7 separate regions of the Mus musculus genome follow, and regions 2, 3, 4, 5, 6 and 7 are each linked to region 1. The links are chromatin contacts, called in public Hi-C, HiChIP or PLAC-seq and Micro-C maps. All regions are on one chromosome and are shown on one strand. Each heading gives the region's core, a stretch centred on a gene start, on an enhancer-like site or on the middle of the called end of the contact. The rest is flanking DNA. Distances are from core to core; before and after follow the strand shown.

Region 1 (4,126 bases), core at 487-2,986:
AGGTTGATTTTTAGGTCAGTCTGAGCTATATAGCTAGACTGTCACATGCAAGCTCATGTGAGATTGTCGTACACACAGAGGCACGCGAGCACATATACACAGACAATTTCATATATACAAAATGTGTTGCTAGGTAGCATTCATGGTTGGACATGTCCTGAAAGGAAGCAGTGGGATTTGAGAACAAGGTTGGGATCCAAGTCTCCTTTTCATCGCTCAATCCAATTTGGCCTAGGTTCGGCCTATGCTAAGAAAGCCTGGCTTCTAGTTTCTCCATTTTGTGGACTCACAGCTCCACGGGGCACCAGCAGGGGGCGGCGTTGTCACGCAGCTAGATTTGCGTGGGCGACACCCCTGCATCCCATCCCTCAACTCAGGTTGGGCTTCTAGACCAGGGCTCCCTAAATTCAGAGGCTGATTCTCTGAAGTTGTCTAGGGTCATGGGGGTAATGGCTGTTCATCTCAGGGCCTCTCCTCTCTACCCTGACTGCCTCGTTCGGCTCACAGCCTCTACCTGGATCAAGGACTGCAAAGCATTACTTTGAACGGAGGCAGCAGCGGGGCGGCGGAGGAAGTGGACAAGCGAAAGCAGGGAGCTTTCTAGCAAACAGTGCGGTGCCAGAGCGCAGAGATAACCTTTTCCAACCCTTAAGCACTCCACTGGCGACTGAAGCTGGAGGGGGAGAAACTTCTCGTCTTTTAAATTTGCCCTTAATGGCCGGTAAGAAGCCAGAGCCTACTTTGATCATTGACGTTTTATCCGCTTAAGAACTGAGAACCTTAGAGGCTGCGAGGAACGCGCTTCTCCCAAGTCTGAGCCGAAGGACCGCCACCCTGGCGGCCGCTTTTCGTGCACTGCTGGGGTTGCGCTCCGAGACCCCGCGGGTTGGCCGCGAGCCCGCGGAGCTGTGTGATAGGAGACGCGCGCCTGCCCAGCTCGCGGGCAGCAGCTGGACGCGCACTCAGGCTGGCTGGCTGGTACCGGACTCCCCACCCCACCCCCACCCCCCCACCAGCACTTCTCGAGGTTTCGAGAATCGAAACTCAGTTCTCAGCAAACCCTCCCCCTCCCTCACAGAGACTGACGTGCGTGACCAGTTGCCTCTGGAGACCACACTTGGCCCAGGGTCCAGAGTGGAATCGGCGGTCTAGCCACAAACGGACACTGTTGAGGGAACCTCCAGGAGACCCAGTTACGCGGCAATGACGCGCTCCACCCGGCCAGAAGGCTAGGCTTGGGAAGTTTCTATAGTTGCGTGATTTTTAACCCTGATCCGGTTTTGATGGCCATCTATCACATTTGAGGCAAAGTGTCTCCTCTTTAGGGGTGTGTGTGTGCGCGCGCGCGTGTGTGGACGTGCAGAAATGGATAAATCTACACGTAGGAGCCACAGGCATCTGTCTGTGCTCATAGCCAGGGGCTGCGCACCCTGGCCTAGCTCCAGCAGCTCTGAGCTCCGGCGACTGTCCACCCAGCGCTGGGGGCGGTGCTCTATGCAAATGAGAGGGTGTGGCGAGCGCTGCGCGCTGGGGCCCCGGAAGCGCGGAGAAGCCCGGTATAAAAAAAGTACTGAAGACATTTCCCCCCGCACAACTGCTAAAGCTCCAGAGACGCGAGTGTGCGCGGTGGCATCGGCGGCGTCGAGAGCCGCCACCTCCGAGACCACCGCAGCGGGGGCGCGGGCGGGGCGCGGGCAAGGGGCGGGAACGCTCAGGGCGCGGCGGGGGTCGGCGCGGAGAAGTCGCGGGCCGCTGCCGGGAGCGCACTCGCAGCTCCTGCGAAGTGTGTCCGCCTCGCGGTTCCTCGCTCGCCTGCGCTCCTAGAAGGGGCGGCCGCCTCCAGGTGACACAGACGGGACTCTCGCTTGTGCTTTCCAGATGCATCAGAGATACTTTTGGTGCGGGGCTGCTCTGCGGGGCGCGGCGCGCGGCTGGGCATTGGGGTCGGTGAGGGTTGGGGGAGGAGGGCTACTATGGGCGTCACGATCGGGGAGGGGAAGCCCAGGCCCCTCGGCGGGACCCCTGTCCCCTCACCCGCACACCTCTCTGCCGCTCCCCTAAATCCACTCTTTCCTCTTAGGACTGACCAAGGCCAAGTGGCTTTCGGAGGGCACTACATGGCCGAGGGCGAAGGGTACTTTGCCATGGCAGAGGACGAGCTGACCGGCGGCCCTTACATCCCCCTGGGTGGTGACTTCGGCGGCGGCGGCAGCAGCTTCGGCGACCGCTGCTCGGACTATTGCGAAAGCCCCACGGCGCACTGCAATGTGCTGAACTGGGAGCAAGTGCAGCGGTTGGACGGCATTCTGAGCGAGACCATCCCGATCCACGGGCGCGGCAACTTCCCCACGCTCGAGCTGCAGCCAAGCCTGATTGTGAAGGTGGTGAGGAGGCGCCTGGAAGAGAAGGGCATAGGTGTCCGCGACGTGCGCCTCAACGGCTCAGCCGCCAGTCACGTCCTGCACCAGGACAGTGGCCTAGGCTACAAGGACCTGGACCTCATCTTCTGCGCTGACCTGCGTGGGGAAGAGGAGTTTCAGACTGTGAAGGACGTCGTTCTGGATTGCCTGTTAGACTTCTTGCCCGAAGGGGTGAACAAGGAGAAGATCACACCGCTCACTCTCAAGGTAAAGCCACCTGATGGGCTTGGGCAGAGCAGGGGTGGGGAGAAAGCAAGCCCAGCTTGCCTTGACTGCCGTCAGTATGGCCATAGTGAGTTCGTTTATTTATTTTTTTATTATTTTTTTTTCACGAGCGCACTAATGCGCGTGAGTGGTGTGGAGTGTTTTAGTTTCCTGGGAGATCCAGCGCCACAACTCTGTGCTTCCTCCTCTGCGTTTCCTTCTCTTCCTTCTCTCTATGGTTTAACTCTTGACTTTCCTTGCTGGACTCTTGTCCAGAGTATAACGTGATTGGTGGAAGGATGGAATGATGTAAATAATTTTTTTGAGTCATCTTGTAATCTAGACTTTGGGAAAAATAGCAGCCTGAAGCAGAACTGAGTCAATGGTTTTTATTATATTGGAAAATGTGAATCGATCCATACTCCACTGACTTCGGCGTTTAAGATATTTGATGCTTTTCCCTGTTAATTCACAGAGTCGAGGGTGTAATAGTGTGCCCCTCCCCTTCGGTTTAGGTGGCGTTTTGTATAATTAATTAAAGTTGTCTGAAGGCAATTTAGTTCCTCTTTGGCTGTAACTGTAGAGTGTCGCTGGAGGGACACACTCGACTGATAAGATTGATTGCCTAAGGGGGAGGAGAACGGGGTGGTTGGAGACCAGGCTGAGAGAGGCCAACTCACGACACTGTCTGTCTCTCTGTGGATACTGGGTGAATATTGTGCCCATTAGACCATCTTCAAAAAATAACATTTGAACTCAGACATGACAATAGAACGTCTTAGTATGCTGCTGTGTCTGCCAAAAGCCTCAAACTATTACTTCTAGTCTCTTTCCCAGACGGCAAAACTACTCGTTAAATGTATTTTTTCCCCTGTTTTCCGAAGACCGTTTAAGCTCGTAGGTAGTGTTTTGCTGAAACTTAACAAAACAAACAGGAAGGAGCAAAATAATTCTCAGCAAAGCAGCTGAGACACATTTATTGTTCCTTTACCAGCTTTGTTCATTTCCTTGTTTCTTTTACATCGTAGGAGGCTTATGTGCAGAAAATGGTTAAAGTGTGCAATGATTCTGACCGGTGGAGCCTTATATCCCTGTCAAACAACAGTGGCAAAAATGTGGAGCTGAAGTTTGTGGATTCCCTGCGGAGGCAGTTTGAATTCAGTGTAGATTCTTTTCAAATCAAATTAGACTCTCTTCTCCTCTTTTACGAGTGTTCAGAGAACCCGATGACTGAGACATTTCACCCCACCATCATCGGTGAGAGTGTCTATGGTGATTTCCACGAAGCCTTTGATCACCTTTGCAACAAGATCATTGCCACCAGGAACCCAGAGGAAATAAGAGGGGGAGGCCTGCTTAAGTACTGCAATCTCTTAGTGCGGGGCTTCAGGCCTGCCTCCGAGGAGATCAAGACCCTCCAGAGGTACATGTGTTCCCGGTTTTTTATTGACTTCTCAGACATCGGAGAGCAGCAGAGAAAGCTGGAGTCCTACTTGCAGAAC
Region 2 (4,126 bases), core at 1,088-3,587, 250 kb after region 1:
TTTGCATCAAACTGACCCAAACTAACCAGCACAAACTGCCTTTCAACTTCTGATATTCCTTCCTCTAATACCCTAGTCTATAACTGAGATGATAGGTGTGTCCTTCTAACTTGGATTCATCCCTTTTCCCTTCTCCCCTTCCTCACCTTCCTTCTTCCTCTTCCTCCCCCCTTCTTCCTTCCCTCCCCCATTCTTCCCCACCTCTCTTTTGATGTAATGGTGTTACACAGTATAGATGTACCATTTTTGACTTACTCTACCCATCTATCATTTTGGATATCATGAAAAATGCTATAGTAAACGTGAAACTGAAGTCATCTCATTGATATAGTGACTTTTTTTCTTTTGTATATATACCTAGGAGAAAGGTTGTTGAACCATATGGTAGTTCCATGTTTAATGCTTAATTGTAATGAATAACAGCATTACTAATTTACAATCTGATCAGCATTGTACAATGATTTACTTTTCTTCTACATACTTTTCCAACATTTGCTATTTGCCTCCTTTCTGGTGACAGCCATTCTAGCAGGTATAAGGTGATATGCCATTATTATTTTAATATATATATTCCTAATAACTAGGAATATGCAGTGTTGTGAACATCATTAGGACAATGTCTTTACCTATCCCTATGCTATTAGGTTTTCTCCTCCTGCCTTTCTCTCTCTTTTTTGTTGTCAAGATGAACCCTTACACATTTGGGGCATTAACTCTTGCAGAGATAGTTTGGAAATATTTTACCTTATTCTTTAAATGACATGATTTTGTTTTTTAATGTTTTATCATCATATATTATTAGTACAAAGTAACATATTTGCTCATGTTCTCACAACTGTATTTAAATGATCTTGATTATATCCACTGCATTCCTGTTGCTCCTTTATGAGTGTTTCTACTGCTCTACAAAAACATTTATTGTTTCATATAATTCCACTCATATAATTTTGGCTTTATTTTGAGAACTTTTAGGGTCAGTTCAAAAACCTTATTGGTAGGACAAATGTCATGGTTCTTTTCCATGTGTTTTCTTCACATTTTCACAGCATCAAGTCTTAGTTATAAGGGAACTCCTACGTTGTATATGAGTCAAGACACCGAAATAAGGTATTATTCCCTAGGTAATATGAAACTAATATTTAGAGAAAAAGAGAATAGCAGACAAACTTATAATGTAGATTATGTTTGTTAATATGTATATGTATTAGTTGAGGATTCCATTGCTGCAATGAAACACCATGATAGAAAACAAGTTTGGGGAAAAAAGGGTTTTTGGCTTACATTTTCACATGGCAGTTCACTATTGAAGAAGTCAGAACAGGAGCTCAAACATGGAAGGAACTTGGAGGCAGAGGTCATGGAGGAATGTTGCTTTCTTATTTGCTTTCCCATGGCTTGCTCATCCTTTTTATAGAAACCAGAACCAGCATTCCAGTGATGATACCACCTACAATGGGTGGGGCCATCCCACATCAGTCAATAGTTAAGAACATTCACTACAGGCCTGACTATAGCTCAGTCTTATGTAGGCATTTCATAACCAAGTTTCCCTCTTCTCAGATGATGTTTGCTTGTGTCAAATAGTGATAAAACTACTCAGCACAGTTCAGGAAGGTTCTCTTTGAGCACGGGAAAATAATGATATGGTTTGAGCTAACATTCTCACAGACTTGTATGTAAATGGTGCAGACATCCATCTATGGTATGACTGGGAAATGGCAGAACGTTCAGGATATGGTGACTAGTGGAACGAATTGAGGTCACTTGCAGCATGCTATTGAGGATGCTATTGGAACCTGCCCCACTGCTATCACGGTCTTTGCTTCCTGGCCTGCTATGTAGAGAACAAACTTTTTATTTTTTAATTTTTTACCATGTGATCCTATTTTTATGTAAAACCTGGAAAAATGACTAAATTATATGGAGAAGATTGTGACCATGGGTTAAATCCCTCTGCTCTATGGATTAAAAATGGTCCTTTATTCTTGTATAATTTAATTTACCTAAGGCATTTTGTCATAATAAATGAAAGGTGACTAACACAAAGAACCCAATTAATATGGTTTGGTTTTGGTTGCCTGACTTAAGACAGAAATAAGATTGTATTGGGAGGGCAAATGGAAGCAAGACAGTAAAGACAAGTTTTGAGGAAAAAAAATTGTTCTACTAATCTAAAGAAGAAATTGAAAATTTTTGAGAAAAAAACCAATAAAATATTTTTCTTTGTTTCATTTAAGTGGTAAACATAAAACATTGGTTTGTGCTGATGGTACAGGCATAAAGTTGAAGATAGTTGGAGTTTAACCAAGCAAGGGAACAGTTTACCTGTGAACCTCAAGGATTGTGTTTGACAGGCTGCAGTTTGCTTTACAAAGGTCTTTTAATCTTTAACTTCCAGATAAATATGATGACTGGAAAGACAGTGTTGGCAAGGTGACAGATTTTATCAGTTTGCAAACCTAGAACTTCTCCTGACGTGTGACTGCTTCAGTAAGGCATTCCTCACTGAAAAATATTATGAAAGGCCCCCGGGAGCCAATCATGTATAGCTTAATGTATAAACAGGATTGCAGAGCTAATACCAATGAGTTCAAAACAAGTTGTGCAATGGGTAAATGAGAGTTGTTCAAATAAGTTACTTCACCTCGCCGTCTTCCTGTCATCTGTCGTTCCAGCTGCAAAGCCAGCCCTACTTGCCCGAGGAAGGATGTCTCTTTGTTCTTCCAGCTGGACAGATAGCACTAAACATGTCCATTTATTTTTTTTACGTGAATAAAACCCACTTTGCTCATATCCAGAGTTCTTTACAAACTAGAAAGACACAAGAGGCAAAGATGGATTCATCTTGCCACAGATCAGAGCTTCTGGAAGAAGAGTTGAGGAGAAACCAGAGAAGTGGGTGAGGAGGTTTAGAAAATTTGACCAAGGAAATAGCCCTTCCCTCAAGCTGTTTTCACCTACCTTTTCATCTTGAATGGGTATTTAATTTTTAAATCAGTAGATAGACTCCTAGTAACGCCAAAGACTCTCTTGACTGTCTATACTTTTTCCCTCAAGCAGTAGGCCCCAAATGTTTGCTGGGAGAGCAAATAAATGTTTGCCTCAGCATGAAAAGATACCTGCTCACATACAAACATGCCAGGGAACAAAAGTACTTTGTCTTTTACTACAGATACTCAATGAGTAAAATTTCTGTGCCTGCAGTTGTGTAGGTCTCGTTTCCACACTAGTCAGTTTTCCAACACGAGGTGAAGTGTATGTTCAATAATGAGATTCAGATGGAACCATGTCTACCTGGACTTAGAATGGGCTCCCACAGGGGAAGGACTCAGCCCCACAAAACTGTCCCTAACTTCAGATTCAGGCATTGAGTGCTTTTGATTAACTGACAATAAATCAATGATTCCCACTATCCCTCTTAGCACTATAATGACTGGTGGAATTTGGGGAAATACTCAGCTTGCTACCGGTATAGTAGATGTGGATACTTACAAGGATTCAAATGAATTGCTAGAGTAAACGTGAGAGAAATACAGGAACCTCTGTCACTGTGGAGCTATGATGTGCCATTGTAACACAAGGACTCTCCAAATTCTATCATACTGGATTTCTGTGGAGGCTTCTTTATGTTGCTATGCTTAAATAAATTATTGACCACTGAATTCAGCCCTGCTCTCTCTCTCTCTCTCTCTCTCTCTCTCTCTCTCTCTCTCTCTCTCTCTCTCTCTCTCTCTCTGTGTGTGTGTGTGTCTGTCTGTCTGTCTGTCTGTCTCTCCCTCCTTTTTTGGGAATAAGGGGATGAGGATTAAAGTTCCAACCCTCTAACCAAATGGTGATTTCCCTTGACAATGAGAGCCCCTATCTATAGGTCCATGGGGTCCTAAGCCATCCTTCTCATTTCACGAAACACTTAGTAGTAGCAGGGTTCCAAAGATGTCAGGTAAAGTGTGTCAGGAATTGGATTCATAAAGCAAACATGTGATTCCATCATGTCACATCAGGCTAATTTTATGCAATTTCAGTCTACTATTTTTATAATACTCAAAATCTGCCAGAACATAACTTGCTTATAATTCTATTCATTGTAATACTTGGACATACTCATGAGCAATACTATTCAAAAAGA
Region 3 (4,126 bases), core at 1,177-3,676, 240 kb before region 1:
ATGTAATACAGTGAATGAAAAGCTTCTCTGGTAAACATTTAAAATGAAAATTCTATGTTCTTTTTTTTCAATCAAAAATGAATTTCCCATTAAGAAGAAAAAATTCATACTTTTAGAAGGCTCAGTACAAAGCCACTTTTAAAAGGCTTCCATTTTAATAAATTTAGATCAATTCAAGGATGTTTCCCTGCTGCTGAGCCCACAGATTTCTTGTTTGTGGTCAACTGGAACATTTCATTTACTTTCTGCTTTCTTTCTCTAGTCTTATGATCCCTAAAAGCAACTTGTGGTGGTAAGGTCTTAGTTAGATCAAGGCTGTTCATATGGATGGTGGAGCTGAGGGTCATGTGAATGGCTGGCGTCCAGAAACCTGGAGGAATGACAAAGCACTAATGGCAACCTTGGGAAATACAGTTATATCTGATGAGGAAGGAGGAAGAGATGGACAGCAAGGTCCAAAACAAAGCTTTCCTGAACCAGGAATGTACAGCGGACTGTTGATGCTGAGACACATCCAGACAAATATAATGTTTACCTTCTGAAATTCTCCTGACCAACTATCTAATATAACATTCATCCTGTTCACACGAATGGCAGTTCCTGGTGAGACCACTATTGGTTTCTGCAAGATTGCCACTACAATTCATGTAGAACTAATTTCTAAACTCAGTTTTTATGTTTCCCTTTAATGATGGAGCAATTACTTTATATGCTTATACTAATTTTTGAAACCAAAGTTAATATTTATTCAGTGGTTCACATATGTGAAACACAGGTTTTCTGTTCCTATGTTTCAATTGTCATGCTATGTGATATTATTATCAATGATCTTCTACTGCTGTAAGAACAGTATTCACAGATTTCTACCTGTGAACAAACTCATTTTGGCTTCAGTTTTCGTTATCTCTGGCCACATCATTTAATTAAAACGTACTGATCCATAAAGCTTGACTTCATGGTTAATGTTATTAAACCAGAAAGATAACCTTCAAAACATAAGCACTAGATTCAGTTTCCAACATTTAAATGCGGTTCTAACTATTTAACTAGCAGGCTAAACTGCTTCTACTTGCTTGAGATCTTTGCAGTGGGCATAGCTTGTTGATTGAAGTTCCTTCATAGGAAAAGGGGTTGGGGAGGATTGTTGGACCCTTAATCTGAGTATCTAGTCACTAATCTTAGTCAGTTGTATGCAATCTGCCCCAGTTGCCTGTGGTCTCCGGGGTGTAGATATGGGCTAAAGCACATAGACTGAAAAGAGCTGAAGGAAGGGTGTGTCCTTTGCACACTGGGGGCTGGGTGCAGACCTTCCAGTGTGACTGCTCTGCAGTGATGCTCATACCAGAAACCTGTCACCCTTTATAATTAAGCCTGATAAACTCATTCATTCACAATGTTGAGTTTCTGTAGAATCAAACTTTGACTTGTCATTGGAATCATAAAAAGAGCAGGGTAGAGAGGGATGTTTTGGTTCCACCCCACATCTCCATGAGAACATTCTTTCTCTCTCTCTCTCTCTCTCTCTCTCTCTCTCTCTCTCTCTCACACACACACACACACACACACACACACACACACACACACACAATGTACTGCTAAGTGAAATGAGCCTGGCATGAAAGGGCAAATATGGTAGGATTTCACTTATATGAGTTACTTAGATTGGTCAAATTTCATGAGACAGTTAGTATAATAGAGGGTAGGTGCTAGGGGGTGAGAGCAGAAGAGACCGTGGAATTGTTATAAGGTAGGCATGCAGTTTCTACTTGTGAAAATGAGAACATTCTGGAAAAGAACCATGATCATGGTTGTACAACACTCTGAAAGTACTCAATGCCTGGGACTGTATACTCAAAAACAATCATGACAAATTGTGAGCTCATTTAAAAATTTCTCATAAAGAGAAATATTTGAAAATATTAAAATACCATTGTGTATTATGATAGGTCAGATTTTCTCCTTGGCCTTAGAAACACAAAGGATTGGAATCATGAATTTCCAGCATGTTGTTGGGAAAACGGTAAGCATAATGGGCCCGATCTGAAACTACAAGAAGAATAAGCTAAGGGGCTTATTAAGTTGTGGAGAAAAGAGACAGAGCAGATGCTGCAGAATCAATACTTTCTCCCAGTGGCACAGAATGATTTAAGGATGTCTTTATGCCACAGAGAATCCAGAAACAACAACAACAAGGAAATAGGTTCTAGAGCAGAAAGAGAGAGATGATATATCAAGGACCGGAAGAAGTAGCTGGGAAAATCAAAGAATGGAGGGCCTGCAGAAATGTAAGTAGCTCAGTCGACCCATAGAACACTGGGTATGAAAGCAGGAGGAGAGGCCACATGCAGCCCAGGAGAACGCTGGAGGTTGGGAGGTCTGCTGAAGGTTCCGGAATGGGCAGAATAGGAGGAAGCGAAAGGGAAGCTTTGTTGCCGAGGGCAGGGGAAGTGAGAAGCCGAACTTCATGCAGTGCTTGTAACTTCCCCCAACTTGTGTACAAAAACCTAGAGTAGGAATGGAGATGGCAGATTATTGGTTTCCCTTTGTTTAGGTATTCAGGACTGGGCAGCAGGGCACACAGAGGAGAAAGCAGTCAGTATTAGAAAATCGGTTGATAGAATCAGGTCCTGTCTGGCTAGAGAAGGAAATCAGTGTGGAGGAAAGGAGACTGAATGGAAAGGTAGCTTCCACTAGCTAGCCTGTAGAATTCTGTCCTTATCCAGGAACTGACGTGGAAGATCAGTGGGTTCAGAAACCAGCAAGGCTCCTGTGAAGGTTGACTCTACCACTAGTCTGCTATGTTGTACAAAACCTGCTATGTCCTGCCATTGGGTCTCAGTCTCCTAGTAATAGAGAATGCATGAGGGTTTGCTGATTTACATACATACATACATACATACATACATACATACATGTGTGTATGTCTGTGTATACATATATTTATTTCTAAATTTTAATTTAATTGAATTAAGAAAAATGTAATTATATCATTTCCTCCATTTTCTTTTCTTCTTTCAACCCCTACCACAACCATTCATGGCCTATTTTTCTTTATTATGGTATCACTGTCACACACACACACACACACACACACACACACACACACACACAAGTACATAAATATATAAAACCTGTTAAGTCCATTTAGTGTTGCTCATATGCATATAATTTCAGGGCTGGCCACTTGAATTTGGATAACCCATTAGGGGGCTCATCCCTGGGAAAGGCTAAGTTCTCCTTTCTCAGAAGTCATTAGCTTCCTGTAGTTATTTGTCTCTGGTGGGCCCTATTTGATGTCCCCTCTCTCATGTTAGCATGACTATTGGTGTTGCCATTGTTCAAGTCTTCTTTAGGCATCCATATTGTTGAGGTATTTATCCTTCATTTTTAAATTCTATGTGTGGGTGTCTTGCCTGCATGTATATCTATATACCTCATGTGCACACTGCCTGGGGAGCTTGAAAAATGTATCAGAGCCTATGGAACTGGAATAATAAGTAGCCACCAAGAATATGTTGTGAATCAAACCTAGGGGGCTTTGGAAAAGTAGTTGTTGCTTTTATTTTAATTACCAAACTACCTTTCAGCATGCATATAAACATATACACATACATATACATACACATACACACACACATATATATATACACATATATGTATATATATATGTGTGTGTGTGTATGTGTATATATATTTGAATTATGCGTCTCTCTGTGTGTTTCTGAACATTTGTACATTGCTTATAGAAACCAGAAGAGGGTGTTGGGTCCCCTGGACCTGGAGTTGCAAGTGTTTGTTAGCCAACTCTGTGGGTGTTTAGAACCAAACTCAGAGTCTCCCCAAGAGCAGTCTGAGTTTTTGATGGGTGAGTAATTTCTCCAGCCAAGACTCCTCTTATTTCGAACATTCTGAGACTGTATGTCAGGTGATTTATCTGGTGAGTAATTTTCAGAGGCTTGTGGAGTGGGAAAACGTTTTATGATGATTTCTTAATATCTAGAATGGAAGTTTCATTTTCAAAGAACTTGGCCTCTTATGCAGTGTCAGGGGAAACTCCACCCCTTCCATCAATGAATGGTAACAACTTCAGAATTCACATATTCAAGAAAGTCTCTCTTCTTTTCAT
Region 4 (4,126 bases), core at 876-3,375, 220 kb after region 1:
ACCCTTGTTGAAGAAAGACCTTTTCCAACAGTCTCAGAACTGTAACACAAATCATTACCTGAAGAATAACACCCAAACTCTTAGACAATGTTGGGAAAGAGCATGGACACTATTTTGAAAAGTCAAGGAAGAGGACACTCTTTTAAGCAAATAGTTACTTTCCAGCACTGAGAATTTTTACAAGATCGCTTTCATAACTGTGGTCAGAGTTCATGTAGCTGAGTTAGAAGGACTAAGATCCAAGAGAGCATAGCTTTTGAGCTCAAGCAAGTACAGTTTGCCTGCTTGGGTTTGAAAACTTTAGCTGCTGCATCTGTCATTAAAAATAGGAACAGTGGAAAGCACGCTCTTGCTCTAAAACTGTAATTATGTTACTTGGTTGAAGATAAATTCCTAGTGTCTTGAGTGCGATTTTAAATATTCATTGCTGGTTTTCTCTTCCAGTGTTTTTCTCCATATATTTACACATAATTCTTAATTCTTCCTTACCTCTCACCAATGCTTACATTATCCTACACTAGATATACAAAAGGAGAAAGTAGTCAGTATGTAATACAGGGTGTTTGTGGTGAAATGAACCTTTATAAAACAATAGATCTACATTTAGAATAAAATGCATCTTTATGTTGAATGTTCCAAACTGTACTTTGCCAATAAGTAGAACAGTCACACTAAAATAAATCCTAGATCCCTTGAATGTGGGCTGGGCTTCATAACTAATATTGAACCAATATAGGAGGGAAAGAATATTTTGTAAAGCTGTCAAGGAATCTTCTTAACTGATAAAGGTAGTATCTTCTGCCAGGATGCACATTTGCATTATGCACTAAGCGACATATGATAAGAATGTTGGCAAGCCCATGCGCGATCCTTCCCTGAAGTCCGTACCCTTGGTCTAATTACTTGGCAAACATCATCCAAACATTGCTCCAACTGAGTGAGATTCTATAAAGTACTGAGTATTTCTCCTTAAAACTCCCAGAGTCATTGCAAATGAAGATTGAGAAAACATCACACAAGTTGAGAAGTCTAGAGCAGGCGTCCTGACTCTGTGCAGTATTCTGATCTTGACCCCGGAATTAAAAAGAAGCATTAGGAAAAACTGGTAGAATCTGAACACCAATGCTAGTTTAGTTAATAGAGTGTAGCAATGTTCAACAAAGGAACTATGGCTTGTAAGAGGTGATTAGTAGAGAAAATATGAATTGAAACTCCCTGTACTATCTTTCCAAATTTCTAAATATATTCTTCAGTCCTCAACATCTAACTTGATCACCCACATACACACATAAATGAACACCCTCTCCCACCAGGACCATGTAAATCTTGATATGAATAAGGAAACACAGTTCTGGCTTCTGAACTGTTTTTTTTCCCCATGGGCAAGTAAAATACATCATTTTATGACTTTGCAGGTTTTTGAGACCTTGAGCTTGTATTTTTTTTCTGCTGCAGCATCATTGGTATTGATATCGTACATGTACAAAAATTCTTAGCTTTCCATGTTTCTCAGTATTTACACCTAGGTGTAGTATTGGGATATCTGTAAGTGTTTCATTTTACTATACTGGTTGTCCATGGCACAGAATAGACCTCCCTACTGTGTGATAGTGAATTTGATCTGCAAGGTGAATACTTGTTGCTTTGCTTATTAAGAGAGACTGTCTAAGCCTATGTTATACCAGTGATTAGACAATATACAAGGAAATGGAATTTATTAGCCATAGAGTTCTGACAGTTGAAAAGGCACACATTGAGAGATTCATATCAAACCAAGACCTCAGTGATATGATGTGCCAAATGGAATGCCAGGGTATGAGATAATCAGCTCCATTAGCACGCTCATTTGTAACTGACCCAAATCCATCCTTAAGGCAGATCTCCCATAGACTGAATACATCCCATGAGAACACACTTCCTGACTTTATTGCCCTACAGATTAAGTTTTTGACACATAGGTGTACTTTACACAATTGAAACTGTCATATACCAGCACGGAGAAGAAAGGTTTCTGTCTCCTAAGTACTCAGACAAGCCCACATTGATTCTCTGAATGTGCAGACAGAGTCTGTGTAAGCAAAAACCCCTCTTAGTCATTCTAGATATAAGCACCGAGAGTTTTTGGAAGCTCTATTGTATGAGCTTCAGAGAAATATTTATAGTTTAGAGAAAACAGGAAACATCCTTAGACTACCTTCTCACTGAGGTTTTTATGGTCCTACTGAAGTCCAATTTATTCATCCAACCTCAACTGTCTAGTGGTCTCTTTGTGAGTACATGGTTCCTTTTCTAGATTGCTAAAGCCACCTTTTCTGGTTCCATCCATCAATGTCTACACTCTGGACTTCATTTTATAAATTTCCTCTTACACTTCACTTTGTCTTCTAGTTTTATGTTGTTTACCAGTCTCTTCATTTGCTAATCCCTTGACCTCATATTATAAAGTAATACATATGATAATAATACAAGGAGAAGGTACATAATCTTTTCTGTTCTCTAGTAGGTCATAAAAATGTCTGTATGATGCAAATTCACTCTCTATTATTGACGTTTATTGTTCAGTCATGTAAAGTTTTATACATAAAAGTAATTTCCCATATCACATAGAATGAGTGCTTTCTATAAAAAATGACACATATAGAAAGTATATTTTTTTACCAAAGGAAACATCGTATGAGTATTATCTCAATTTAATTGTGATTTAGTTGGTCTCATGTACATTATTTATAAGGACGGGGGAGATGAAGATGGAATGGAAAGCTATGGAAGGAACCATTTTTAACTCCAAACAGATGTGACATTGTTTAATTTACAAGTAGCTTGGAAATGATGGGTGGATCTATGTCATATGTCTTATAAAGTTTCTAGCCCAAGGAGTAAAGAGCTCTGTGAACCTTCTTCATTTTTGCCAGCAAAAGTGATATCACCCAGTCCTGAAATTCAACTGTCAGTTTAAGCATGAAACAGAGCAGCTGTTGGCACCATGTGACTTTGGGCCTGAGGAGGGAATAGGAAGTGGGCTGAACCTTGATGTAGGAAAGCTGAGCCATTTATGGTGGGGGAGGTGGGGAGCGTGATCGCTGTGTGTTTCTGATGACCATGCACTCACTACATCGAGTGGTAAATAATGACTTGTACTAATTTATCACACTTACCATTGCAACCTACCAGTTTTGAGTCATTGTAAGATTTCTAGAAAAATCATAAGTAGTATAGGAATTGGCTAAAAGCTTTCAGGAAGGAAAGAGGCAAAAATCATGGTGCAGTAGATGTTTGGTAGCTCTTCATCTGTTCCTTCCTCTAGCTAGTTCCTGCATCGCCAGACTGCTGTACTTTGAGCCCCACGTGTCTTCTCTGGGTTTTGGTTCAGTGAGGTTCACATTGTGCCGAAGGAGAAGTTATGCTGTTTTAAACAGCTTTCCTCATTTGTAGTGGTTCTATGTTGACTTCCAGCATGGCCCATTTTTTAGCTGGAGTCTGGAGAGAATGTTTATTTCCTTTTCCCACAACTCTTAATTGTTACAGCACCACTGATTAAAACGATAGATCCCATCCCCCAGCCCCCACATACTATTCAATTCACACTGTCTGAAAACCAGTTGGACATTCATGTGCTGAGCTTGGTAATTAATATTCTATTCCATTGACCCATTGCTTCTTCATTAATTCTTCAGAATCCTTTAGCTTTTATTTCTATTTGCTTTTTCTAGAGTAACAAATATATTCTACTAAAACATAAATTTATGAACGTTTCCGCATAAGCCATACAAAATTCACACACTTTCTTTATTCTCTCCTTCCTTTTATGGTGATGATGGAGTTGGGGGTGGATCAGAGAATCTACACTTGCCAGCAATATAAAAATGTTATTAGTGAGGACTTTGATGTTTATTTTATGTTCCTGTTTTTTGGTTCAGACAATCAAGCTTGTCCATATACAATGCCTAAAGTTAGACTTGACTAAAGAATACATTCTAAGGAACTGGTTAGCTGCATTTAACCACTGCATTTAGAGCCTATAAAGAGTGGGGAGGGGGAAGGAGAACACAAAATTAAAACAAAACCACTTTCCCTCCCCCATAGGTACATAAGGTACACACCCCCATAGCCTTGGCAGCTAACTTTG
Region 5 (4,126 bases), core at 963-3,462, 220 kb before region 1:
ACCTAGAGCTGCTTTTCTCTCTATTTCCCTTCCTTCTTTCTCTGGGATATAGATACAGTGGAGCATGGCAGCTATGGCAGCATAATGTGACCTACACAATTGCACATTAGACAAAAATCCAAGCATGGAGAGGGGAGGAAGTCATACAGTCTCACCCCTAGCTGAGGAGCTATTGGGTATTGATAGTGGCTGAGAAAGGGAAAGTCAGTCTTTTTAAGGGTATGACTCCTGATCTGTGGGCCACACTCCAGGATAAGGTCACATATCCAAGGGTATGTGGGTAGCACAAATTGTGCTTGATGGGTTTAAAAGAAGATGAATTATGTTAAGTGGGTAGGGGAGGCATGGATCCTGGGAAGTGTGGGGAAGGGGTAATGATGATCAAAAGACAGTGTATGAGATTTCCCAAGAGTTGATGAAAGTAAGGGGAAGAGGAACACAGGTCTAGAAATTGGTAAGAGAAATACAGGAGTAACATTGATTTTCCAAGTCTTCTCTATTTGCCTTTGTAACAACCTCATGCCTAAAATAAATCAACTTTCTCATCTGATGCTCAGTTTTGAGGAACGATTCTTTCTCTCTTCCTCTCCTTCACACATATTTCTAATATTTATTTGTAATCATGAAGTTGTTCTTGTAAATATTTTCCTGGGTTCATTACTTTTAGTCATCCTCCTCACACACAGACCTATGATGACTAGCATCTGAGAGCTCACTTCCCATGGGACATTCCCCAAGATGACCTGAAAGTACAACACAGAGGAAGAAGGAACGGAGAGACAGAGCAAAGCAGCTGAAGGCTCCCAAGCCAGATGTTCAAGAGTGATGCTCTAGGACCACTGAAAGACAGGCAAGAGCACACCAGGAGCTCTGCAAGGGGTGGCCCCATGCCCAAGTATAAGCATAATGTGATTCAGTGACAACATGACATAAAGATGAGTTGGAGTGACCCATGAAAACTGAACAACTCGAATGTTAAAAATGTAGAGAGCTTATTTTCTGAGCTAAGTCAGAATGGTCAAATATCAACCACGAGACAAAGCTGTTAAGGACATTCCATGTGATTCCTAATTAATTGTTCTGTGATTTTTCTGATGTGCAGGCTAAATCTCAGTGTCGAAGAAAACACTGGAGTTTTCTAGAGAAACTGCTTTCTTTTCATCTTATATTCTAAAATGTTGCAAATTTTCTTCCACAAACCCTTTCCTTGATTTTTTTCTTTTTGAATGGAAGACTGACTCCTGTGTCACTAACACACCTCTGTGCCAGAAGAGCCTTAGGCTTCTGAGAAGAAGACAGTTTGTTGTTTCCCAGTCCTCCAGTTTCAAAAGCTTTTTATTTCAATCATAGGATAGCCTAAACATGGAACACAAGCTTTTTTTTTTTTTTTTTTTTGTCTGTCAAAGTGAAAAATGGCTGGGTGGGAATTCTAATTATGTGGAACATGTGGAACATGCTGGGCATGGTCTTCTTGTCCAAGAAAATTGGTGTAACCACTGTCCTTGAAGCAAATAAAGCAATGCTATGGTGACTAGAGAGGAGGCAGAGTTGGCTCAGCATTAGCCACTCAACCTACTGCCTGCACAGCACAGTGCTCTATACATTTAGGGAATAGTTTCTATATCAGCTCATTGAGATGTTGTTCTGCTTGATACAGCAGACTCAGTTACAATTATTTCTATAGACCTTTCATTTCCTTTCTCTTTAATAAACTGACACTTAAAGAAGCCAAGGGACAAACTAGAAATCAAGAACTAGACCCTGAATTTCCTTCCATTCCTGATCAGTGTATATTCGCTATACTGCGATGCTTTGCCTAGTAAGGCCTACTTTATAAGTTTTTATTTGTTTAATAATTTGCTTTCTGTACAAAGCCACTCTTTCTTTTCTATTTCAAATAAATCAATGTAATTGGCTTTTGTGGCTTTCATAGGATTTGTCTTACAAAGTCAACTACGGTTTTTGTATCTTTATGAGAACTCTGCCTCCCTTTTGACTCCCTGAGATCCACTTTGGAATTTTATGATGTACAAAATGGATTTAAGAGACAAAAAAATAATATTAACAATCTAAGCCATTTCTCCCTTTCTACTCTAAAAATATGGGTTTATTATTTGTTAACACTGACAGCTTCCCAGTGAGGTAAGGGGGTCAGGGACACAGTTAACTGAGTGTTTTTAAATCGGCTACACACAGAGAAAATAACTTGCCCAAGGACACGGTGACTCAGTCATTGGGATGAAAACAGCCCTTATTTTTTGAGTTTCAATACACACCAAGACCATGATCCAGATGGGTTATGGGATTAGAGTCTTTCACAAACAAGCACATATTAGTCAGACATGGAAATAATTATGTCCCTTTCACATTCTGAACAGAAAGTGAACTCTCAAAGACACTGGCCACAGGGAAAGATTCTCCAAGACATTTTTTTGTCTTTTCTTTTCTTTTTAAGTCACAGATGGCTAGTCTGAAAATGGGAGGGGGAAAACAAAACAAAACAAAACAAAACAAAACAAAACAAAACAAAACAAAACAAAACAAAACAAAACAAAACAGAACAAAACAACCTTCCTTGTCTTTCCTCCCAGGCCTGGCCTCATATAGCACCCATCACCACACTCCTGTGGGAAGAAGGATTGCACTTTGCTATTCTCTAGAGTAGATTTTGTTCTTTTAAAATAAACAAACACTTGAAGACTTTTTTCCTTCTAATATTAGCTTTGGTCTTGAATCAGAATTGATTTGGCATTGAGTAACCAGGATGGACAGACTCTCTTCTGATGCCCAGTAGTGGAGAGTCTCTTGAGACAATGTTCTAGAACTATCATTAAATGTGATGAATCAAAAGAAGGATTACTTTTTACCAAGAAAAATAATGACATGAGATAAACTGCTTATCATCCCCCTGGGCCAGTCACTTACTGATGCCAAAGCGGTCAGCTGCCTACATTCTTATTTTCCCAAATTGGACTGGTGATGTTCATGAGTCTCATTGTGCAATAATAAATTTACTTTCTTTGGGAATTGAGGAACAGCTTAATTTTTAAATTCACACAAAGATTTTACACAAAGCTAAGTAGAGGCCTTGAACCAATTTACCAATTGCCATTCTTCTCCCTGTTCTTATAAATTACATTATTTTTGATTAAACAGGAAAGAAGTCTTAGTCTTCAGAAACCTACTTACCTTTTCATAGGTTGTAGCAATGATGGATTGATTGACAGGTTAGTTACTCACTGAGAAGACTCTTTGGTGTTTTTTCTTCCTTTTATAGCATCTTTGCTTTTATTTTTTCCTTATAGATAATGTGTCAAAACCCAACATATCCATACAATGGGTACAACCCGACAATACAAACAGTACTGGAACTAGCATACTGATAGCGTTCTCTTTCTAGTAATCTGGGATGTACACTTGTTAAGAAGGAATGCTAAGGTGAGAGACATGAGTGATCCTGGCTTAGTTGACAGGGTTAATTGAGTCTAAATGATGCAGCTTAAGTGGATTTAAGAAAAAAACAGTACTCATTAGTTTTGGACACTAGGACATGCAAGAGCAAGGAGTTATGGTCAGATAGATTTCATTTTAAGGTATCTTTGCTTAACTGGTCATCATCTCACTCAATCAATAACCTTGTTTGAACATGTGAAGGAAAAGAGATCTTTATTCTCTCTCTCTTTAAAAGGATTCATAAACATGTAACCATTTTAAGAAAGAGTATATTTTGTGCATGCACATGACATGTTTGATCACATTTATTCCCCTTTCCTTTTTGTTCCTTGTCCTTTCCTTCTATTTTCTTCTTTTAATTAATAGTCTCCTTATATTCCATGTGTCTTTCCCTACATTTCACATACGATGAAAAATGTGGTATTTTCTTTTCTGTGTTTAGCTTATTTCAGTTCACACAGCAATCTCCAATTACAACCATTTTCTTGAAGACTGTATTTAATTATTCTTCATGAGTAAAGAACATGCGTGTGTGTGTGTGTGTGTGTGTGTGTGTGTGTGTGTGTAGACACACCTCATCTTATTCATTTTATCATGGTCAGATTCATAACTTGGCAATTGTGATACTTCTGTGATAAATATGTCTGGTTGTATGCTGATCAATAATTCCTTG
Region 6 (4,126 bases), core at 615-3,114, 200 kb before region 1:
TCTCTTCTCTTCTCTTCTCTTCTCTTCTCTTCTCTTCTCTTCTCTTCTCTTCTCTTTTCTTTTCTCTTCTCTTCTCTTCTTTTTCTGAACATCATTGACACCCTGACAGTGCTATACCATCATCAAATTAGTGTTTGGAGACTATAAGGACGAGTTTTCTAGAAAATTTGTTTTATACAAAAAGGAATTGAGTTTGGAAGTCAAATTATACAAATCAAGATTTATCAATTAATATCTTGGAAAACTGGCTCAGGAGTATATTTTCTTTCTTTCTTTCTTTCTTTCTTTCTTTCTTTCTTTCTTTCTTTCTTCCTTCCTTCCTTCCTTCCTTCCTTTCTTTCTTTCTCTCTCTCTTTCTTTCTTTCTTTTTAGATTTATTTTTATATGTGTGAGTATACTGTCACTGTTTTCAGACACACTAGAAAAGGGAATCAGATTCCATTATAAGATGGTTGTAAGCCATTATAAGATGGTTGCTGGGAATTGAACTCAAGAACTCTGGAAGAGCAATCCGTACTCTTAACCACTGAACCATCTCTCCAGACCCAGCACAGAAGTATATTCTTAAAGAACTGGTACAGGACCTCCTTACGTCTATTGAAATTTTGTAAAATATTTGTTTACTATTATTTTTATTAGTCTGGATTCATAAATATAGCAAAGTTTCCCAAACAATATTTACCCAAATTTTATTTATTAGTGTTTTTAAAGATGTGAAATAGATTCAGGATATTCTCATTATTAATGTCCTTATTAGAATAGCAGGATTTTAAAAAAATTAACATTGTGGGAACCTAGGGTATTCTTCCCAGCAGGAGGAGTCTGTAGAAATAATGAAAACTAGTTTACATTTCCTCCCACTTCTCACAGATCAGCGTCATTTTGTTTCCTCCTCTAACACTGGAATTGTAGTCTGTCTTTAGCCTCAGCATCACACCCACCCACTTTACGTGGAAGGAACCTAAGTGATGTAGGAACCCCTGCTTTGCTTTTATTCTACAGCTAGATATTTTTGCACTATAGAATTTTATGTATCTGGAATCATCTATACTAAACTGCCAAGGCTAATTCAATAACATACCAAATGCAGGGAACTTGAACAATTGCAATTTATTTTCTCATAGATGTTGACTTTGGAAGGCCAAGATTAAGGTGCTGCCAGCGAGGGAGTCTCTTGATGGATCCTACTTTGTTTGCAGATGGCCAGCTTTTCACTATGAACACAGTTGAAGATTCTTGAATATACATGTTCTTGTTTTGATACTCATCTTCTAAAGATACAGGATATTGGGTCAAGGCCAACCCTTATGACCTTATTTTATTTTACAACTTATTTAAAGGTCGTATCTTCAGTTATGGTCATATTCTGGAGTATTTTGGATTAGAAATTCATGCAATTTTGAGAAATAGACACAATTTAACATGTAATAGTTATTTGAATGGTCAAAGTATTTTGATTTATATTTTGTTCTTTTTATTGCCTACTACTATTTTATCACACACACACACACACACACACACACACACACACACACACTCATAACTTTTCTGTTCTACCAACAGATATCTTGGTTGCTTCTGGGTTTTTTATACACAAAGTGATTTGAATATTACTGTGCTAATGTTTTTGCCAAAATGTGCAATCAATGTCTAAGCATGAAACAGCTCATTGGAGATATTTGCTTAATTTCATAAGAAGCTTCCCCCAAATTTCTCAATAGGGTTTTAATACCCTCTATTCCCAACACCCTCTATTTCCAGTGTGAGTTTATGAGAATTTTAGTTGCTCCAAATTCTCAGTAGCATTCAGTATGGCATGTTTTTTTATCATGTTACCCCACACTGTGGGTATCTTACTGTGGTTTTAATTTGCATTCTTCCAAGTGACTAATAGTGGAAGATGCCTTTGTACTAGACTCTGTGAAAGCAGTGTTCTCAGAGGGCCCTTCATGTGATTCCTTACTTTTTGTGTTGTATTGGATGCTTGTGAGCTCCCTAATGATTCCATGTGTAGCATGAACAAAGGCAGGTATAAATTATCCAAGGGTGTAGCCTTAAATTGAGAGAAATAAGGTCTGTGTGTGTGTGTGTATATGACTTCACATTTCTGCTTTTTGGGTACTCCAAACAACAAACATATGAGAAGAGGCAGAACTGTAATTAAAATCAGGCTAGATAACAACTGGAGAGGCCATTGGGAAACTATGACATTAGATCTCTATCATACAGTATGATCCAATATGAATTCCAGATGGGTTAAAAATAATTTTAATCAAACACATATTCATTTTTATAAAGTCAAATATTTCTTAGAAGTCTGTAATGGAAAAATCAGTTCTTTATGTCACCACTCTCTTTCTCTTACCCGAGTTCTCTTAGCTACAGGCATCCACCTTTGAGAAGCCGAACCGTGCTTAATTTTAGTTTGTAGGTGACTTTTTGTCTTCCATTTTAGAAAGCATCTGTTGTTTTTCTGTTGTGGTAGACAAAACTCTTTACTTTTCTTAGTATACTTCTCCATAATATTGTGATATCTGGGCATTGACAAGGTTAAACCAATGTTTAAATTATGAGAGTATACAAATATTGTTCAGGAAACAGACACTAATATTATAATACTTTCTTTGGTTGTCCTCCATTCAGTAAATTTATTGGCTCAGTTCTCCTTAAATTTTGATGAAGCTATCAGCAGATATCACAGGTAGATAGTAAAGACAGAAATTGTCAAAGGGTATATTGAGCACTACTGCCTACTTGCTTAGAGTCAGGGCTTAGGAGGCCAAAAGACCTGAGACAGAATCTCAAGTGTACCCTAGTCATGTGGCTTTGGCAAAGTTATTTAACTTTCTAAAATATTTCAAGCTCTTCAAATAAAAAATGAGGCATGAAGGTTCTGAAATACCTATTATAGTGTGAGGTGTAATATATGTAATTTCATTTAATCCTCATTTCAGATATTATTTTAATATTTATTTTGAGAAGAAAAAATAGAAATGAAGAAAGCCCAGCTTAATCCATGCTGCACAGCTAAAGTGGTTGAGTAAAAATGGGATTTAAAATAAAACAGAGAATGCATTTTTAACTGTCTTAGAGGGTCAGTTTGACATTTACATGAGGTGTTATATACAAAGTCTTCTCCATAGCAATTGACATGACTACACGTTCCCCAGTGACACTGGTTAGTATTAATTTTATGCAGTAATTTTCCTCTTGGTATTGAGACAAGTATGATTTGAAATTTTAACCTCAACTCTCATTTAGTTTCACTTGCTTATTCAGAAACACAGGCACATTTATAATTTAAGAAGCCATATGTATTGAATAAATACAAGTAAAGTTTCACAGTCAATGTTATAGATAAACATAGGCAGCTCCATATAGAAGTATCTTTAAGAATATGGGAAAAATTTAGAAGAGTATAGCAATTTGTATACTGAATTGTAAAATAAAAGCAAACAGAATGTCACTTAAAGGTTAATGGGTAAAGGAACAAGTGGGAAATTTCCAGGCACAAGATACAATAAGCAAGACCAAAATTATCTACAAATTTAAAATATTTTTGTTCTAGTTCAGAATTCAAAACTTAAGCAGTGACAATATGTGCTCATTCTGCACAATATGTGCAGTCTAAGTAGGGTTCAGAGCTATGATAACCTTAGGCCTGTTACTGCACATGGCTGAGATTTGGATTATTGACTACCTCCTCCTAGCACTACTTGGGATTACCATATCTATAGTATGGTTGAAGGACAGAGAAAGAGATACATATAGAGACAGAGATGGAAACAGAGAAGACACAGACACACACACACACACACAGACAGCATTAGATCTATCTGTCCATCCATCCATCTGCCTGCCTGTATGTATGTATGTATGTATGTATGTATGTATGTATGTATGTATGTATGTCTATCTACAGAAAGAGTGAGAGAAAATATTAGACAGAAGGTGTATCCACATTGTTACTTAGCCATGGAAGCTATAGAACACTACAAAAGTATTTTGTTCATTAGAATTGAATCAGTAAGTTGACCATGTTCAACGAGAGGGCAATTAGACTTCTCTGAATGGGGAGCATCGTGTTTCTAGAACAAAATATGGAACTAGAAACAGTGCCCTGACC
Region 7 (4,126 bases), core at 733-3,232, 170 kb before region 1:
GGGTAGGCCCTCCTGACCCCTCAGAAGGCAAATGCTGTGAATATTTGTTATCACAAAACCTACATCAGAGATGCACTTTTCTTGCCACCAAAATACTTTTAATGTATTTGTTTACATAAGCTCGTTAACAGAGTCTCATCAAACTACTAAGGTGTCTTAATACCTGTTTGCTTCCACTTTTTCAGAGAAGGATTCGGTGGACAGGTAGTCTGTCTTTAGCTCAAAGAAGGGAGCTGAAGACACATGGGACCAGGAGGTAACACACCGAGCTCCCCAAGGCTCAAATTCTGGAAGTTCCAAATGGGAGGAAATACGATTACATTTGGTTCATTGCACATGACTGAGCTCCAAGACTGTCAGTTGTACAGGGAATCAGCTTTCCTTTGAGACTTCCTGGTTAAGGTGGTTTGTAACAGAGGCCTCTAATGGCAAAAGCTGTCAGATTTTTATTTTTATTTTTGAAAAGGAGATGCAGCTTTTTGTTCATATATATTAAGTCTTACCCTGAATGTTCAATGGACCACTGGGCTTTCTTTCAGTGTGTGAGTTTGTTTTGGTGTGGTGTTTTCCTCTTCAGAGGTGTATGCTAGTTCTGTTTTGCAAAGAGCTTTTTCCATGGAAGAAAATTATGTTGCATGCAAACCAGCACTGGATAGGATAAAGGCAGTCTAGATGTATTCTCTTTTGCTCTCATGACACTTTGATTTCTGAGTTCATGTCTGGCCAGCTGGGAAATAATGCACAGAGGTCAAATGGTTTGAAAGTCTGAGGTGAAGTCCCATGAATAAAGTAAGTTAGAGATAACTTTTAAACCCTGGCCACACTTAATCAGAATATACATAATGACATTATCAGTCTCCTGCTTCTTCAAAATATCCTTTGAGTTTCACTGAATAAAGTTAATAAATGAGGTTAGCACATGCCGGAAAGGCCACTTCCCTCTCTCCTCTTCCTGGTGCATATTGACAATGCCCAAGTATTTATGTTTCATTGACTTGATAAACTCTTAGGATTTTGGAGTATCATCTACTTTGTGAAACTTTAAATATCACTTCTGGAAAAGAAAAAAAGATTACATTCATTTGGATAAGCCAAAATGGCCTGGTCTTCGGTCATTTCTAAGTAGTACAAAAAGAAAGCTATTGTTTTTGTTTTGTTTTGTATTGTTTTGTTTTGTTTTTGTTTTGTTTTTTTTTTGGTGAAATTTTTCTGGAACTGAAAAAAAAACCTGAATATTTTTTAAAGTCAATGAAGTCTGTATGGGTTTAAGATGGTCATCTAGCATCATAATCATAAAGCATATTGCCCAATAACATTTTATAAAGTAGCTAGTACACCTATGAATACCATTAAAGTGTAAAGGAAGACATTTCCCTCAACATTATGAACAGAATCACACTGCTTTGCTTAAACATTTCATTAAGTTTCACACTTACTGTCTACACTCAGGTTTCCAAAACCCTTTGCTATGGAATATTTTGTTAGAAAAAAATTCTGCAGAACCAACTGTTTAAAAGATGATATTTTTTTCACTACATCCCCTCCCCCTGTATTTTGGTGACTGATTTTAGGATTACTTGGAACTTAATTTTAAGCTTATCATGTACAAGCTAGTCTCTAATTCATGAGGAAAGTGTAGTTAATTCCAATACTCTTAGTCATGGGTGTTTCTGGTTAGCTTCATCAGGGATTCTAGCAGAGCAGGTTCCCTGACTTTTTACAGTAGATGCTAGATAAGAAGCAAAGAAGTGTCTAGAATGATATTGGGACATTAAAATTTTAAGTACTCTAACAGTTCAATGGTTTTCTCAAAGCTGAGAAGTTACTCACCTTTGCCAGTACCTACATGCCCCAGAGCTTAGAATGAGCAAGTAAGAAGCTGTTTGAGCCACACTTGGCACTCAGACTGGCTAATGTAGAATGGTACTTTAGTTTACATGAGCTTTGCTTCTGCGCATTCTAATGATCAACTTTCAGTGTGGGCTGCTGAGCCTCCTCCATATGCTGCACTGTATGAGCCCCAGAAAGGCCAGCTGTCAGGCCACATCAGCTCTCTTGCCACCTGCTACATGGAATAAACTATTTGTGTGTGTGTGTGTATGTGTGTGTGTGTGTGTGTGTGTGTGTGTGTGTGTGTGTGGTATGTGTTTGTGTAACAGGTTCACAGTCCTGTGGGTCAAGACTATGACTATAATGTAAAACAGTCTAAAACAGTAGACCTTCCTTTACCCTGTTTACTTAGTTTCTTCTTTCCTCTTTTCTTTCTTTCTCTAGATCCCCATCTCCTCTGTCACTATGCATACCCAATGTTATAAGTGTGAGTCATTTCACAGAAAGATGAAGGCACAGACCTTATTAGATGAGCCTCCCAGTGTCTGTCTCTCTGCCCAGTGTGTTGGTGTTACGACACATTGACCCTCTTCGTGATGACAGCTTAGAGGTTACGATCCTATTGGTGTGCCACTTCCTTTATTCTCAAGACAACGAGGCCTGTATGGGAGTGACGGTTACTTGGGTAATTGAGCGGTTAGGCTTTACTAACAATCTTTGCTCTTTGTGCTGCTGTCTCTGCTGAGGAGCTCATGAATGGGAGCAAATGAGCAGCCACTCTTCCTGGTGCTTGAGCTCAGAGTGCACTCTTTTGATCGTCTGAGGCTGTCAGGAAATACCTAATATCAAGTAGCCACATACTTTTTCTTGGACTTAATCTGAAACCAGCTTTTGCTCTTGGTTTCTTGCTGTTTTGCATGGTTTCCTCATGTGCTCCAGCTCCATGTTTGGACAGGAATGGCAAGTTAGTTTATCTCCTGAGGTTAGGATGTATTGCAGGGTAACTGATTGGTAGAGTGGTACACACAAGGAGGTCTAGACCAGTCTGATCTTAGTTGCTCAATTGCTTGGTTTGGTGGATCTTGATTAAGCTGCTTAACCGCTCAGCATTTGCTTTCCTTTTGGTGAAGGAGAAAAAAGAATTAGGCAAATGATTTGCAGGTGAAAGGGATCTTGTAGAACATTCTAGAAAACTTAAAGGAGGAGCACAGAGCATAAGAGACGCTGGCAGTTCCAGGGAGCATGAGACAGTTGCAGTAGGTTTTGAAGGAAAAAAATTGAAGTAAAGAATTAATTATCAGGGGGACGATATAGGGGGCTTTGGGGATAGCATTTGAAATGTAAATGAAGAAAATAATCTAATAATAATAAAAAATTCATGGCACATGCCTTTATCCCAGCACTCAGGAGGCAAAAGCAGGCAGATCTCCAAGTTCAAGGCCAGCCTGGTCTACAGCGTGAGTTCCAGGATAGCCAGGGCTACACAGAGAAACACTGTCTTGAAAATTAGTTAGTTAGTTGGTTAAAAATATTCATTCCACTGGCCTCTTATCACTAAAGTCCCTCCCTCATAGGGGCTATCTGGTGAAACCATGTCTCAAAACAAGCAAATGAATATTAAAAGACCCTCTTTTATGGGGAGCAGCTCAACAACAACAACAACAAAAGAATGAATTATTAGGATGTAGTAGAAAGACACAAGATGCTTTTGAGTTAAGTCAGTGTCACAAAGGAATAAAATCAACCAAATTATTTTTTAAAAACCTGGGTTGACTAGCAGGCAGATTTGAGACACAATGCCCTTATAAACATGGTTTATTCGAGTGTTGTAGCTTGTGGGAGCATGTCAGTAAAATGGAAATGACTTGAATATATGAGCTAATACATGTAACTACGCACCAGTACGGGCAGTAAACAGGAGTCTTACTCAACACCCGGTAGATATCACAGCGATACTTTTCAAACTTGGACTTTTAACTGTCTTAGCGCCTAAGGATTTTAAGTGTTGGTGCTGACTTTTTAAAGCAGGGTTCCCCCCTACACACTTGCCTTTTCTTCTGTTCAGTCTGGGGAGCCAGGAAGGAAAAAAAGTTTGAATTTGCAAAGTAGAATTCAGACAGATTAAGGCAGCATTTAAATCCAGTTAGCCTGGCTCTTCAAGGAGGGTGTTGCTTCTCGGTGTCTGAAGTGTAAATTCGGGGAACTCTTCAGCTATATAACTTTTAAGGCTGGTTTCTAAGGTAAGCAGCATCCAAAACACAGACGGCATCATAAATCAGAATTAACACCTTGAAAG

The links. A called contact is a pair of places that touch in the nucleus more often than the background predicts. HiChIP or PLAC-seq counts read pairs in DNA pulled down with a chosen protein or histone mark.
Region 2: a contact with region 1 is called in a Hi-C map of liver, with 2.9 times the contacts expected there. The contact joins the enhancer-like site here to the promoter of Tent5a in region 1. A contact is called at or near these places in 3 of 39 promoter capture datasets (the 3T3-L1 cell line and liver), 4 of 484 Hi-C or Micro-C datasets (group 2 innate lymphoid cells, liver and uterus), 9 of 115 datasets of contacts at active chromatin or transcription factors (Th17 cells, bone marrow-derived macrophages, cardiomyocytes and 4 more) and 2 of 9 other capture datasets (adipose tissue and embryonic stem cells).
Region 3: an H3K4me3 HiChIP or PLAC-seq map of bone marrow-derived macrophages shows a contact between it and region 1, with 7 times the contacts expected there. The contact joins the enhancer-like site here to the promoter of Tent5a in region 1. A contact is called at or near these places in 5 of 39 promoter capture datasets (the 3T3-L1 cell line, 3T3-L1-derived adipocytes, HPC-7-derived erythroid cells and 2 more), 7 of 484 Hi-C or Micro-C datasets (the HPC-7 cell line, bone marrow-derived dendritic cells, bone marrow-derived macrophages and 3 more), 9 of 115 datasets of contacts at active chromatin or transcription factors (bone marrow-derived macrophages, embryonic stem cells, extraembryonic endoderm stem cells and 5 more) and 1 of 9 other capture datasets (macrophages).
Region 4: a contact with region 1 is called in a BATF HiChIP or PLAC-seq map of CD8 T cells, with 5 read pairs. The contact joins the enhancer-like site here to the promoter of Tent5a in region 1. A contact is called at or near these places in 5 of 39 promoter capture datasets (3T3-L1-derived adipocytes, embryonic stem cells, liver and 1 more), 5 of 484 Hi-C or Micro-C datasets (CD8 T cells, Th1 cells, cerebral cortex and 2 more), 11 of 115 datasets of contacts at active chromatin or transcription factors (CD8 T cells, Th17 cells, bone marrow-derived macrophages and 6 more) and 4 of 9 other capture datasets (adipose tissue, embryonic stem cells, liver and 1 more).
Region 5: a contact with region 1 is called in a Micro-C map of granulosa cells, with 3 times the contacts expected there. The contact joins the enhancer-like site here to the promoter of Tent5a in region 1. A contact is called at or near these places in 1 of 39 promoter capture datasets (hematopoietic stem and progenitor cells), 1 of 484 Hi-C or Micro-C datasets (granulosa cells) and 7 of 115 datasets of contacts at active chromatin or transcription factors (acute myeloid leukemia, bone marrow-derived dendritic cells, bone marrow-derived macrophages and 4 more).
Region 6: a contact with region 1 is called in a Micro-C map of granulosa cells, with 4 times the contacts expected there. The contact joins the enhancer-like site here to the promoter of Tent5a in region 1. A contact is called at or near these places in 6 of 39 promoter capture datasets (the 3T3-L1 cell line, 3T3-L1-derived adipocytes, the HPC-7 cell line and 3 more), 10 of 484 Hi-C or Micro-C datasets (the G1E-ER4 cell line, Th2 cells, adipose-derived mesenchymal stem cells and 6 more), 8 of 115 datasets of contacts at active chromatin or transcription factors (acute myeloid leukemia, bone marrow-derived dendritic cells, bone marrow-derived macrophages and 5 more) and 2 of 9 other capture datasets (adipose tissue and macrophages).
Region 7: a contact with region 1 is called in an H3K4me3 HiChIP or PLAC-seq map of bone marrow-derived macrophages, with 6 times the contacts expected there. The contact joins the enhancer-like site here to the promoter of Tent5a in region 1. A contact is called at or near these places in 4 of 39 promoter capture datasets (the HPC-7 cell line, HPC-7-derived erythroid cells, embryonic stem cells and 1 more), 8 of 484 Hi-C or Micro-C datasets (ECoMG myeloid progenitors, the G1E-ER4 cell line, embryonic stem cells and 5 more), 3 of 115 datasets of contacts at active chromatin or transcription factors (bone marrow-derived macrophages, intestinal villus epithelium and stem cell-derived neural progenitor cells) and 1 of 9 other capture datasets (adipose tissue).

What each region holds. Positions count from the first base shown.
Region 1 is chr9:85,324,760-85,328,885 of GRCm38.p6, reverse strand. It overlaps Tent5a (terminal nucleotidyltransferase 5A), which reads left to right and starts at 1,736. Exons shown (of 3, transcript NM_001160379.1): 1 at 1,736-1,843; 2 at 2,081-2,627; 3 at 3,653-4,126. The coding sequence starts at 2,118.
Region 2 is chr9:85,078,527-85,082,652 of GRCm38.p6, reverse strand. No RefSeq gene overlaps it. Among named protein-coding and RNA genes, the nearest start is that of Tent5a, 250 kb to the left of the region's middle. Within about 2 kb of position 2,337, at least 4 of the 459 cell types and tissues checked have an H3K27ac peak or open chromatin away from gene starts, as enhancers often do. A contact at or near this core is called in liver, where this site is marked.
Region 3 is chr9:85,567,366-85,571,491 of GRCm38.p6, reverse strand. No RefSeq gene overlaps it. Among named protein-coding and RNA genes, the nearest start is that of Gm25125, 97 kb to the right of the region's middle. Within about 2 kb of position 2,426, at least 34 of the 459 cell types and tissues checked have an H3K27ac peak or open chromatin away from gene starts, as enhancers often do. A contact at or near this core is called in bone marrow-derived macrophages, macrophages, microglia and 1 more, where this site is marked.
Region 4 is chr9:85,105,515-85,109,640 of GRCm38.p6, reverse strand. No RefSeq gene overlaps it. Among named protein-coding and RNA genes, the nearest start is that of Tent5a, 220 kb to the left of the region's middle. Within about 2 kb of position 2,125, at least 7 of the 459 cell types and tissues checked have an H3K27ac peak or open chromatin away from gene starts, as enhancers often do. A contact at or near this core is called in CD8 T cells, Th17 cells and regulatory T cells, where this site is marked.
Region 5 is chr9:85,544,532-85,548,657 of GRCm38.p6, reverse strand. No RefSeq gene overlaps it. Among named protein-coding and RNA genes, the nearest start is that of Gm25125, 74 kb to the right of the region's middle. Within about 2 kb of position 2,212, at least 16 of the 459 cell types and tissues checked have an H3K27ac peak or open chromatin away from gene starts, as enhancers often do. A contact at or near this core is called in granulosa cells, where this site is marked.
Region 6 is chr9:85,522,674-85,526,799 of GRCm38.p6, reverse strand. No RefSeq gene overlaps it. Among named protein-coding and RNA genes, the nearest start is that of Gm25125, 52 kb to the right of the region's middle. Within about 2 kb of position 1,864, at least 7 of the 459 cell types and tissues checked have an H3K27ac peak or open chromatin away from gene starts, as enhancers often do. A contact at or near this core is called in adipose-derived mesenchymal stem cells and granulosa cells, where this site is marked.
Region 7 is chr9:85,495,402-85,499,527 of GRCm38.p6, reverse strand. No RefSeq gene overlaps it. Among named protein-coding and RNA genes, the nearest start is that of Gm25125, 25 kb to the right of the region's middle. Within about 2 kb of position 1,982, at least 69 of the 459 cell types and tissues checked have an H3K27ac peak or open chromatin away from gene starts, as enhancers often do. A contact at or near this core is called in ECoMG myeloid progenitors, the HPC-7 cell line, bone marrow-derived macrophages and 4 more, where this site is marked.